Linked DNA regions of Sus scrofa: regions 1 and 2 are each linked to region 3. A link is a contact called in public Hi-C data. All regions are on one chromosome and are shown on one strand. The core of a region is the stretch at or near the end of the contact, and the rest is flanking DNA. Distances in the headings are between cores, read along the strand shown.

Region 1 (4,176 bases), core at 1,120-3,619, 100 kb before region 3:
GGAGGAGGGGTTTCTGTTCGGTCATTAATTATTTCCACTTCTGAAACATACTGTAAGTTTATGAGCAAGATGTCTGCGTGGTTGGGCTTTCCACTGGAAGAGGGACATTCTGGTGAGAAAATAAAGTTAAGGAAAATTGGGGGAAGCAGAGCACTAACACATTCCAAAGGGACATGGAAAACACAATTCACACATGACTTGTGTAAAAGGTATGCCACAAGCAAGAGGGTGGCCTCAGGAGAATCAGCTCTCCTCAGGAAATCTCTGCCTGTCACCTTCCTCCCGATCAACCCCACGACCAAGGGATCTCAAGCTTTTCAAAGGAAAACACAATCCAAAATTGGAAGCCTCAACAGGGTTTCTGTCACCTTCTCTCTGCTGGTTTTATGCAGAGGCTTGACGTAGTTTTAATGCTGTAAGTATACTGTTTGCCTTGAACCTAATGAACCACACAGGAGAGCAAGTACTTTCTGTTCTTGGTATCCTTCCTATATCTGAACAGTGCTCTTTTCACTTTTTCAGATTTGAGATTTCCCATTTTGCAGGAAAAAACTACAGCACTGGAAAGGAAGCTCACTCAAGGTGACCCAGCTAGTTAACCCATCCATTCATTCACTCACTCACTCATTCTCTGACCATTTAAGAGCATACTGTATATCAATTAAAAGCTGAGTAATTTCTCATTCCAAAACCCCTCCAATTAAACCAGTAATGTAAATGGTCTTTAATCCAGGTATGTATTCTTGTATTTAAAAAACACAACAAAGTAGTTCCCATTGTGGTGCAGAAGAAACAATCCAACTAGTATCCATGAGGATATGGGTTTGATCACTGGTCTCGCTCAGTGCGTCAGGGGTCTGGCAATGCCATGAACTGTGGTGTAGGTCGCAGACACCACTTGGATCCCACGTTGCTGTGGCTGTGAAGAAGGCCAGCTGCTGTAGCTCCAATTAGACCCCTAGGCTGAGAACTTTCATATGCTGTTGGGTACAGCCCTAAAAAAAAGCAAAAACAAAAACAAAACTATTCTTGCTGTAATTAGTTTCAAAGGACATCTTCCTAAGCTAGAAATCTAGGACTAGTGGTTAAATAAATTAAAACACTTGCCACTCAAAAGCAACTGACTCAGAAAGAAACTTCCTTTTGAAAGGTGCCATTAAAAAATTACTCCAAGAAAAAAAAAAGCCAAATAAACCCACCTGTGGCTCAAATAAGAGGGGAAGGGGTGGCACATTTATTACAACCAGGAAGTATTTTGTTTCCAAGAATGACTTTCCTGGAGTAATTCAGAAATCATTTCCACCCCGAAGAGGCTACTTTTTCCATTCTAACACTGCCACTTTCCAAAGGGAAGGCTACTACTATGGAAAATCAGGATTCCATGCGCTGGGCTGAGCAAGAGAATATAACTTACTCTTTCACCTGTAACCCATACATCGATACATAAGCCCCCGAAAAACGTGGTCCTCTCTCTGCACCAGGTTTCCAACACAAACATCCCCAAAATAGCAATTTCCATATGACTGAGAAGCCCAAAATTCAGCACTCCCCGCCCCCACTGGCACCACAAGCACACACACAAGCACCAGGAAAACAAGCCCCATCCCCAGTTCAGATACAAACTCCTATCCTGCACTTACTCTCCCCCCAAAAAGGAGAGACCCATTTGGTCACTACCCCACCGCCCTTTCTTGGACGAAATCCCATCAGCAGACAAACCACCTAAACTCCATACCCTTGTCCCACTAGCAGTTCCTTACTCTGCACACCCCGTCCCCACAGGATTTTACCCTCCCCGCCTCCATCCGGGCTCCATTCCCCAGCCCCCTCCCACGACCACCCCTCTTCTAATCACTGTGTCCTCTCTCCTAGCGTTCGTCCCGAAAAGCCACCCGCGTGTCAAGCCCCCTCCACCCACCCACCCTCGTACGGGGCCCAGCTCCCACAACGCGTGGGGGACAGGGTCCCCACCGCGGACCGAGGGACCCGCGAGAGGGGGAGGGGAGCTCAGGGCCGCGCGCATGCGCTCCGAGCGCCGCGGTAGCCGGTCGCCCCTAGGCCCGGAGAGGCCCCAGCCACCGCTGTCGTCCCCCGCCCCCCCACCACCACCGCACATACACGCCGGCCCGGCCTTGGGCTCCGCGCAGGGAAGGATACTTAAAGCCAGCATTTTGGACTGGTAGTCGAAGGCTACCACCTCGCCCTGCAGCCGCTGCTCCTGGCACGTCCGGCACGACACCTGGCTCCCAACGCTGAAGTACTCGCCCGGAGGAGCCGCCATCTTGGGAGAGCAGCCGCGGCCGGCGGCAGCGGCGGCAGCAGCGGGCGAAAGCCGGGCCCCCAGTGAGCGCCGCGCCGCGACGCACGAGGCGTGCTGACGTCACACGCCAGGGCGTGGCCTGGGTTGGGTGGGGCGGGATCCTAGGTGGAAGAGGGTAGACGAGGAAATAAAGAGGAATCTAAATAATTATGTTTGTGCAGCTGCGCCCACTTGGTGAAGTGTTTGCAGGGTCCATTTTAGAAGTTAAAGATAAATGACCTATGTAGAATAAAAAAAGGAAGGAGGAGGGAACTGCAATCTTCATTACGTTCACGCCTAGACGCAAGAGTTTAATGAATGAACTCTGTATTTTACATATGAGGAATCGAAGTCCCAGAAAACTCATCAAAACTTGCTCAAAACGATTATACCTAGTTATAAAGTGGTAGTGGAAAGGACTTTGGCTGTCGAATTGGCTAAACTGGAATCAGTATTCCACTGAGTTATATGACCTTGAGCAAATTATTAAACCTGATCCTGTTTCTTTACTCCGTATGTATTGTCGCTATTGAGCACCCAACAACCCTTCGATGTAGAAGTCAATATTCTCATTTTATAGATGAAGAAACTAAGTCTTAGGCTAAACTTTTTCCAAGGTCGCACAACTAGCAAAGATTCCATCTACCTGTTTCCAAAGAGAGTGCTATTTACTGCTATGCTATATTAGACAATACCTCATAGAGACTTTGGGAGGAGTGGAAGATAAAAAAAATAACGAGTACAAATGCATGGCATGTAGTAGGTCCTTAGTAAATGGTAGTATCTCTGCCATCACCCCTCACCCTTGGAACTCAAAATTCTTCCCCATCTCCGGTCTTGTCCCCTCCTCCAGAAAACCAAGCAAAGAGTGAGGAGCAGTGGTAGGGACAACTGTAGCCATGGAGCAGGAGTTTGGGGCTCCCTATTAATGACTATCTAAGATCAAAAACAATTTTCCTAACGTGTAAGTACCATGCAGATGCATTTTCAAGCCCTACTATTGCAAATTACCATCCCTAACCCATCTACCCCTCCACTATAGAAATTCTGGAGCCTCACGTCTAAATAACAACAGGCAGAGGGAGGGACACAAAGGGCCAGACCTGACACTTCTTAACCTGAACAAAGTTCAAAAATTTTTCCTTGCCTTGCAAGAGCCATCAACTTCCTAATGTTGGGTCAATATTAGTATAATCATTTTAATAGAAATAAACATTCAAATCCCTCATCCTTGCGTTTTTCAGAGAATCTTCATGTCTCCCCCATAAGTCATAAATAACTGCCACTCCACTTTTTATGCAATGTTGTCATTGTTGATTTTCATAAATGGTTGCCAGGCACTGTTAGAAAAAGATTCCTGGAAGAAGTAAAAAATCTGAGACCTGAAGGATAAGCGGCGAAAGAGCGTGGCCATGTTCCAGGCAGAGGGAACTGCAGATGCCAGGACCCCTGAGAGAAGAGAGCTTGGTGATATCAGGCAGCTCAGAAATATCAGGAAACAGTGTGAGACTGGGCTGGTAAAATTTGTGTGGCTAGAGCCCAAGCAAACTTTCAAAGACTTAGGAAATTGAATTTTTTTTTCCTTTGGGGCAATTGAAAAACATTTAGCAAAGGAGTGAAATGAGATTTTTTTTATCTAGCTTCCCTTCCCCACACCGTTTTAATTAGTGAAATTAATCTTTCCAAGAAAAACCCGGATTTACATTTTCATCTTCACCCTTAAAAAACAAAACAAAACACTCTCCAAGAACAAAGTTGCTTGAGGTAGGAAGGAACCACTTCAGCAGTCTCCTCCCACCTCACCTCTGCCTTTAGGCAAGACCTCGCCTGGAATAGCTGAGATTTCTATTTTCTGTGTGTGCTCCTTCAGAGGATTA
Region 2 (4,276 bases), core at 642-3,141, 79 kb before region 3:
GAGGGAATGGTTGAGGCCGCCTGGTGTGGGCTCCTTTGACTTCGACAGGAGGAATTCCTGGAGCCTCAGCTTCACCTCAGTGCTGGCGATGGCACCTGCAGGACAGGGCACAGCTGACCTGGGAGGTCGCAGCCAGGACCCCCACAACCGGGGCTGCCCGGGTGGGGTGGGAGTCCAGGCCAGCCCCAGGAGGCCCTAGGCCTTACTCTCTTTGCTCTTCTCCTTGTTTCGCAGGATGAGCAGCTGCTGCTCCAGCCGCTGCTTCTCCAGCTCCTCCTGCCGTTGCTGCTCCCGCTGCCGCTGCTGCTCCAGCTCCTGCTGCCTCTTGGCTGCCAGCATCTCCTGCTGCTGCTGCAGGGGTGCAGGGGGGAGGGAGGCAGGGTGAGCCAGGTCCGGGCGGGGGTCGGACGTCTGGGTGGCCCCCCCGCACCCCCCTCGCTCACCTTGAGGTGCTTCTGCAGCTGGACCTCATGCTGCCGGGTCAGGTGGTCGTGCTGTTTCTGGAACTCAGCGAACAGGAGCTGCTTCTGCAGCTGCTGCTGCTGCTTGAGCGCCAGGAGCTCCTGCTGGAGTTGCTGCTCCCGCAGCGCGGGGTCCACGGGGCCTGCCAGAGCACCCCGAAGCTCCACGGGGCTGGGGCTGCCTCCTCCCCCGCCCCCCATGGAGCTGGGCATGGCTCCTGGCAGCACCGGCTTCACCTCCACTGCAGGAGAAGAGACAGGAAGGGGGTCAGCAGGCCAATCCCAGACCCCACCAGGCCTGGCAGCCTTGCCTGGGGCTCAGAAAGCTACCAGGCAGGACTATTAGACCCAAAGAGGATTGGGGGGGGTAGCCAAATCCCTCTGCTCCCTGGATGACACCTTCTGCCTTCATTAAATGAGCTGGAAGGCATGTACTTCGATAAGAAAATGGGCAAAAGCAAAGCAGGGTACCTGGAAGGTTGCGAGGGCTCCAGACACAATATTGTCACTGACCATTAAGGCCACCGGGCATTTTACGAGACTGACTTTATTGATAAGGAAACCTAGCAGAGGGGTTTAAGTAACATGACCAAAGACCAGCAGACAGGTGATCAAGGAATGAAGATGTCAATCCAAATCCTTTGCTTCTAAAGCAAAAGGTGCTTCCTCCCCCACCTCTCAACCCCACACCCTTCCGGCCAAGAAGTCTACACAAGAGGAGAAACTGAGGCACAATGGTGGGTTCTAGAAATGATGGAGCTGGCAACCAGGGCTCTCGGTAAGCCCAGGATAGGTCTGTGGGGACCCTCTGGCCATGCCCATCTGCTGCCCTTTTCTCTGCCCCACACCCAGCTGGGGCAGATGGGGCGGGAGGGTGAGGCTCTGGGAAGAGGGGGCGGGGCGGGAGCAGGAGGCCGCAGGACCAGGGGGGTGCGGGGCTGCACCCGACCAGGGGCAGGAGGGGGCTGGGAGTCAGACTTGCTTCCTTTGCTGGATTATCTCCTTTCAACAGTTTTATTGTAATTACCCTGAAAATGCCGCTATATATAGAGCGAGCCAAACAGCAGCTGTGCCTGGGGGGAGGGGGAAGGAGAGAGAGAATGGGCGGGCGGCGCGGGGAGGAGGTGGGAGGAGGAGAAGGCAGGAAAGGAAAGGGAATCAGACAGGAAGAAGGGCAGTGGCAGGGGGCGGGGGCTGGCACTGCGGCCAGATCCCAGGGAGAACCCGCTGGGAAGGGGAAAGTGGGGGAGGGACCGGCCGGGGCCCAAGACCAAGACCCGGACGCGCAGGGTCCGGGTCTCCAGGCAGACAATGGGCCGAGGGGTCCCCGGGAGGGGCAAGGGTTCCAGTGGGCCAATGGGAAGGACAGGTCTCGACCTCTTGATCCCTGTACACTGTCCTCCGGTCACTGAATGTCACTCCCCACCCCTGCCCTGTGGTTGCCAGGGCAACCGGGCAAACACCACGCCAGCGGGGAGCCCCAAGCCCAGCCCACACTCCACGAAGCCTCCCGACACCAGCAGGAAAGGGAAGGCAGGCTACCCACGGCCCAGGAAGGAGGAAGTGAGAGAGGCAGGGCCCAGCCGGCTTGTTTCTCTTCCATTTCTTTTCCCAAAGACATGGCTCACGTTCCCCACTCTGGCCCAGGGAGGCCACGGGTAGCGGGGAAGACTTTCCGAGGGCAGGGAGGCCCTCTCCAGCCCAGGCCTGGAGAAGAAAAGACCCTGCTATCCTGAGGGCTGCCATCGTCTCTGCGGCCTCGGCCTCATGAGCAGGCCTGTGCCCAGGCCCCCACCGCCACCCCTTATCAGGAGTGGAGAGGGAGCTGGGAGGAGGTGCTAAGGGCTGAGCTCGGAAAGGCTCCCACACCCATTGCAGTCTATGAGCTCGGATCTCCTCAGGGAGCCTGCAGAATGAGCGTCACCAAAGCAAGGGCAAAGCCTGCCGAAGGCCAAGGCCGTGCTACCTTCATGGCTGAACTTGGGCCCCGGGACCCCCGGAGCCGGGAGTGGGAGGTGGCCTGAGTGTAACATGGCACCCCACCCCCAGCCCTTCTCCCCCCAGCACCGCCAAGCACATTCCTCTGTGGTCTGCCCGCCAGCCACACTGACGACTCTGCGGCCACAATGCCAGAGCCACATCTGCAGGAGTGGCCAGATGTGGCCAGGAGGGTGGGGTTACACACACACACACACACACACACACAGGCTCACTCGCTTTCCCTCCCAACCCAGAACCAGGAGGAAAGGCCCTTGGAAACTGCAGGGGGCCCTCCTAGAAGTGGCCGGCCCTTTGCAGGGTGCAAAAGCAGGGTGGCAGCAAGGAGCCAGCAGCCAGCCTCAGGTATCCCCGGCCCTGGAAATGCTCAGCAAGGCCCCATGCTGCTAGAGAGTTATCCGTTCCTCGGCAAGGCTGGCTTGGCCCGTGGCACTCAGATCGCTCAGCCAAGAGGTGGACAGGCTTCAACCTGCTGCTCCCGGCAGTGCTGGGGCTGCGGGAGCCGGATGCCAGCCCGCCCGCCCAGGGAAGGGCAGGGGTCCAAGCACTCCTGGCTCCCAGCAGATAACCCTGCTTGGGCTGGAACTCCCGCCAGCCATGCTGGCTTCCCTTGCAGGAGCCCTGCAGAGAGGGCACGGGCTCCGGCAAGGGGACTCTCCTAGCAGGGCTCCTGCACAGCCGCCACCGCCGCAGCCAAGATGCTAGGTCCTGCGCTGCAGTGGGAGCTGCAGCCCCATTGGTATGCAGGTGGTGGGGCGGCCAGCGGGCTCCGCCACACAGCCTTGTTCCCACACAAGCAGGAAGCACAGGCGACTCGAGAATATTAATCTGCGGGCCCCATGGGGCCTGGAAAGGATGCAGCACCCCGTGGGTGAGCCAGGTAGTAACCTGGCTCCATCCCAGATGGAAGGAGCCGTGGCTGGGCAGCTAGAGTCACGGCAAGGGGGGAGAGAGGCACAGAGCCCCCCAAATGAGGTTTTCTGGGCACAAAACCTAGAGTCCGGCTAACCGTGCCGCCCGTTGAGGATCTGTGCCCTCTGCCAGACTGGCATGAGCAGGGCAGATGGCAGTGGCTGCCATGAGATCCAGGCACCTGGAAGGGGAGATGGGTGTGTCCTGATAGGAGGAGACTCTTGACCGCCGCCTGGTGGCCTGAGGAAGAGGGGAGGACCTCCGGAAAGGGACGAAAGGAGGCGGAGGGCGCTGGTGCCTAAGAGGACAGGCTGGAGAGTCTGGCAAGGACAGGCTAGGGTAGGGTCACATGGGAGGCACAGCTCTGGGTGGTCCCCCTACCCCGTGGCTGCAGGATGTCAGAGAGGAAGGCAGCACCTGAAGCAGGGACCTCCTGCAGAGGGAGACAGAAGGGCCCAGGTCTGCCAGCTCCATGCTCCACTTCTTCCGGGGACTCTGACCCTGCCTCCTGGGAGAGCGGGCCTTAGGGACAAGCAGCAACAGCCCTCCTGTCCTCTGGCCCCCGGGAGGACTAACCATCACTGCCTCCGCAGAGAAGCCCCAGCCCAGGCAGCTGGGAGACAGCCATCAGCATGTCCCCGCACATCCAGGCTCTAGCTTAGAGGGGTACAATGCGGACAGGAGTCTTTCTTGTCTGGAAGGCTTTCAGTGAGAAGAGATTCCAGTTCCCCAGGCAGACTTGGTTTTGGTTCTTGACTCTGCCAATCAGTAAGCTGTGTGACCTTGGGCAACTTACTTGCCTTCTCTGAAATTCCATTTCCTCACTTATTTTTATTATTATTATTATTTTTTTTTTTTTTTTGCTTTTTTGGGGCCCCACCAGCGGTATACGGAGGTTCCCAGGC
Region 3 (4,075 bases), core at 349-2,848:
AGTGTCTCTGCAGCACTGGGACACAGGTTTGATCCCCAGCCTGGCACAGTGGGTTAAGGGTCTGGCACTGCCACAGCTGTGGTGAAGGTGGAGATTTTGGCTTGGATCTCATCTCTGGCCTGGGAACTCCATCTACCAGGGGGCAGTCAAAAAAAAAAAAAAAAAAAAAAAGAAAGAAAGAAAAAGAAAGAAAGAAAACTACACTTTAAACCCAAAAGGCACATTTATGCAGAAATTAAAACTGCACCATTTATTTCACAAACACAATGTTAATCAAAAGAAGTCAGACAAAAGAATTGAAAGCAGGGGATCAAACCCACAACCTCATGGTTCCTAGTTGGTTTGTTTCCGCTCCAATAGTGACTTCTCTTTGGAAGATAGTGGCTGGAAGAGGACTGAAGGGAGGTTTTGGGGTATCTTTTTATTTCTTAAGACCTGGTTCCCCTGGTCTGTTCTGTGGTGAAAACTATTGAGCTTTTCGCTTTTTAGCTTGACCATCTGCATTATTTATACTTCTTCAATCCATAGTTCACCAGAGTAGTTCCCTTCGTGGCTCAGTGGTTAATGAACACGACTAGTATCCATGAGGAAGCCAGTTCGATCCCTGGTCTTTCGCAGTGGGTTAAGGACCCTGTGTTGCCAGGAGCTGTGGTGTAGGTCGCAGATGAGGCTCAGATCCTGGGATCCTGGGTCTGTGGTATAGGCCACAGCTACAGCTCCAATTCCACCCCTAGTGCCTGGGAACCTCCGTATGCCACGAAGGTGGCCCTAAAAACAAAACAAAACAACAACAAAAGATAACACTTATGGAGTTCCCATCCTGGAGCATTGGAAACAAATCCGACTAGCAACCCAGAGGTTGCAGGTTCGATCCCTGGCATCACTCAGTGGGTTAAGGATCTGTTGTTCCTGTGAATTGTGGTGTAGGTCACATAGGCAGCTCCGGAAAACAGCAAAAACCACAGAACCTCTTTAGAACAAAATTTAATTGCAAAAATCCAGATAAATTCTTGTAAATTAAACCTGTCTTTTTGGGGGCTCTTGCCATTCCTGTACCCCAAGCCTAGAAAAAAAATCAGTGCCTTCTTTGAAATGCTTTCTCACCTTATTTACCAAGGTGCCACACTATCTGGAGCCGCAATCTCGAAACACCGAATGGTTGGTTACTAAATCGTCTCCTCGCCTGGCTCCCGACTGAGCCCTGATTTGAACTCGTGGCGCTCAGAAAGACCAGTGCCTGCTGATTCCGCTAACCCAGAGCTCAGTGCGCGTTGTTGGACAGTAATAAGTCCAATCAGTCTGGGAAGTTGGGAGCAAGACCGGATAGAGAAAGCTGCGAAAGAGGAAAGGGTAGCTCTAGATTGCCCAGAGGTGCCATCCAGCTTTGACGTCCAGACGCGGAGCCACGCCCCTTACCCAAGCACCTCCCCTAATTCCCTCCAGGGCCCACTCCTCACCCCTAGCTCTTTAGGCCCCGCCCACCAGGCGTGGCTCGGCCCCGGGAGGGCCAGGATCCCGCCAACAACGACTCCGCCCCTCCTTCCGCCGAGAAACCTGTCCCTTTTATTTAAAGAATACGTTTACGTCAGCCCGCTTTACGTAGCTTTTCGTCATCAGTGCAAGGCGCAGAGGCGGAACTTCCTGTCTCTGGTTCTAACAGCTTCCGGGAGAAGCCGGAAGAGACTGGACCCTGAACAGAATTGGGGCTAGTCAGCCCCCTCCCCGATTCCCTAAAGAAAGGTGAGTCCATGGGCCGTCTTGACGAAGTCAAAACACTTAGTTTGGCCGTTTCAGGTGAGGACCTCCTTCCTTATCCAGGTGCGGTACCGGTCCAGTCCCCCTTTAATTTCCCATGTTCCCCCGCGTACTCAAGCCCCGCCCCCAGTTCCCCGGCCCCGCCCCGAAGTTTGAGGGGTGTGGATGGTTTGTGACCCCCTCACCCTCCCTTACCCCTCTTGGGCCGGAAGAACTGGGTCTGGGAACTGTGGCGGGGAATAGACAGCCTTTCGGCTCGGCTGGACCTACGGACCCCTCCCCAGCGTCGCGGGAATAGGACCGCCCAAACGCGGAGCCTTCGCTTCAGATAGGCAGGATCGGGGACCCTTCCTCACCGCGCCATCAAGGGTCGCTCACAGATTGAGGAGAGAGCAAAGGCCTCCGCCGAGGGAGACCTGGGGTCTTGCCCGGCCCCTCCCACAAAAGTTCCCTGTGCCTGTGCCAGTCGTGTTTGCCTCTATTCGCCGCAGTTTTCTTTTCTGTAAGTCAGGGTTAATGATATTAACCTTACCATCAGGGGTTAGTTGTGAGAGTGATAAATGATTGCTACTATTTGTTACTGAACAATTGCAATGTGCTGGGCACTGTGCTAAGTATTTTGCTTCGATGATCTCTCCTCATCTTCAAAACGACCTTATGAGGTAGGTACTATTTTTAATCCCATTTTACCGATGAGAACGCTGAGGCCCCGAGGAATTTAAGGTTACAGAGCTAGTAAGAGGCAAGACGGGGTTTGTAGTTTGGGTTTGTTTATTTGTTTTCTGACTCCAAGGCCCATGTACTATTGGAAATTATTCAGATGTTGATATATTCCACAGATATTCTTTGAGCAACTGCTATGGGATTATGTTGGGCTCTATGAGACACAGAAAAATACATGTGATCCTTGTCTTCCAGGAGTCTGGTAGAGAGATGGACAGGTAGATAAGTATAATGAAGTTTTATAGATGCTGTGAGAACAGGCTGGTAACGACAGTCATTAGATGGGATTTGCCCAGGGACAGCTATGAAAGCAGCAGATCTCAAAGGGAAAGAGTAGGGACTCCAAGGAGCAATAGAGATCCTTACTGCCTTTCTAAGACACTGCCAAGGGAGGAGGCCACCTTACAAGAAGAAAGATTGCAAAATGGATTGTGAGAGCCATTTGGAATCTTGTCCAAATTAGTTCCACGCAGGTAGCGGTTTTGTAGTTGTGAGCCTGTGGTAACCCAGGAGGGTGGTGTTTCTGTGTGTGTGTCCTGCTTCACTGCCAGGAGAATTTCAAGAGGAGGCAGACACAGTGTCTGCTGCATAGGGTCTAGTGATGGCCCCTACAGAGTTGTCCCTTTGAGGTGGTCTCACTTTGCTTTTTTTTCTTTTTTGGTTGCCCCAAGGCATATGGAGGAGTTCCCGAGCCAGGGCTCAGATCCCAGCCACAGTTGCCACCTACGCCGCAGCTATGGCAACACCGGATCCTTAACCACTGTTCCGGCCCAGTCGGCCCAGGGATCGAACCTACATCCTGGCACCGCAGAGACACTGCCGATCCTCTTGTGCCAGAGTGGGAACTCCTGGCTTTGCTTTTGATGATAGATTAATTTTCTTCGGCTCTTAACAGCTGGACCTAAATCCATGACCATGAATGAGATTGGGTTCAAATGAGATAACCTGGCCAGAGTGGCCGTGCTGTGCCTCCCAAAAGGACCCCCAAGTAAAATATTCCAGGCTTCTTTAGTCTCTCTGAAGCTGCCTTGGAGGCCTTTTGCCAGGGAGGTGTCGTCGTTGTTTTACCGAGTGGTAGAAATCCTAGAGAAACTTAGGTCTCAAAGAAGCCAGTGTCTTCCCTACCTGTCAAAAAGCAACAAACAGTAGCAGTAGCAGCAACAATGAAACTGTAAGCTTTCCTTGATGACCCATGCTCATTGGGGGGTTGGAATGTGAGACAGGAAGGGTGTGGAGTCTGAAAGTCAGCCTTTCACAGTGGAGGCAAAGGCTAAGTCTGTAGCCTTGGGTTGGGGTCCGGAGTTAGGAAGGTTTGTGCCCCTCTCTGCAGGACAGTGAACTCCATTTTCTGTCAGGGCTGGGTCAGGCAGAACCTAAACAAACAGGAAACCTGGTTGCAAGCCCTCAGGCCCTGCTGACCCTATCCCCTTTTGTTCCTGCAGTGTGGACCCAGTCAGCAACCAGGCCATGGAGCTCTCTGATGTCACCCTTATTGAGGGAGTGGGTAATGAGGTGACTGTGGTGGCAGGTGTGGTGGTGCTGATTCTAGCCTTGGTCCTAGCTTGGCTTTCTACCTATGTAGCAGACAGCGGTAGCA

What was found. A called contact is a pair of places that touch in the nucleus more often than the background predicts.
Region 1: a Hi-C map of liver shows a contact between it and region 3, with 7 times the contacts expected there. The contact joins the promoter of LSM12 here to the promoter of TMUB2 in region 3. A contact is called at or near these places in 2 of 5 promoter capture datasets (fetal liver and liver), 6 of 47 Hi-C or Micro-C datasets (embryonic fibroblasts, heart right ventricle, liver and 1 more) and 2 of 2 datasets of contacts at active chromatin or transcription factors (alveolar macrophages and skeletal muscle).
Region 2: a Hi-C map of skeletal muscle shows a contact between it and region 3, with 4 times the contacts expected there. The contact joins the enhancer-like site here to the promoter of TMUB2 in region 3. A contact is called at or near these places in 5 of 47 Hi-C or Micro-C datasets (embryonic fibroblasts, fetal liver, heart right ventricle and 2 more) and 2 of 2 datasets of contacts at active chromatin or transcription factors (alveolar macrophages and skeletal muscle).

What each region holds. Positions count from the first base shown.
Region 1 is chr12:19,126,823-19,130,998 of Sscrofa11.1, reverse strand. It overlaps LSM12 (protein LSM12 homolog), which reads right to left and starts at 2,369. Exons shown (of 5, transcript XM_021066900.1): 1 at 2,158-2,369; 2 at 1-109. The coding sequence starts at 2,281.
Region 2 is chr12:19,100,351-19,104,626 of Sscrofa11.1, reverse strand. HDAC5 (histone deacetylase 5) reads right to left here. Exons shown (of 27, transcript XM_021066892.1): 4 at 444-703; 5 at 207-351; 6 at 1-95. Among named protein-coding and RNA genes, the nearest start is that of G6PC3, 24 kb to the left of the region's middle. Within about 2 kb of position 1,891, at least 57 of the 83 cell types and tissues checked have an H3K27ac peak or open chromatin away from gene starts, as enhancers often do. A contact at or near this core is called in alveolar macrophages, embryonic fibroblasts, fetal liver and 2 more, where this site is marked.
Region 3 is chr12:19,021,748-19,025,822 of Sscrofa11.1, reverse strand. TMUB2 (transmembrane and ubiquitin-like domain-containing protein 2) reads left to right here and starts at 1,598. Exons shown (of 3, transcript XM_021066887.1): 1 at 1,598-1,740; 2 at 3,921-4,075. The coding sequence starts at 3,946.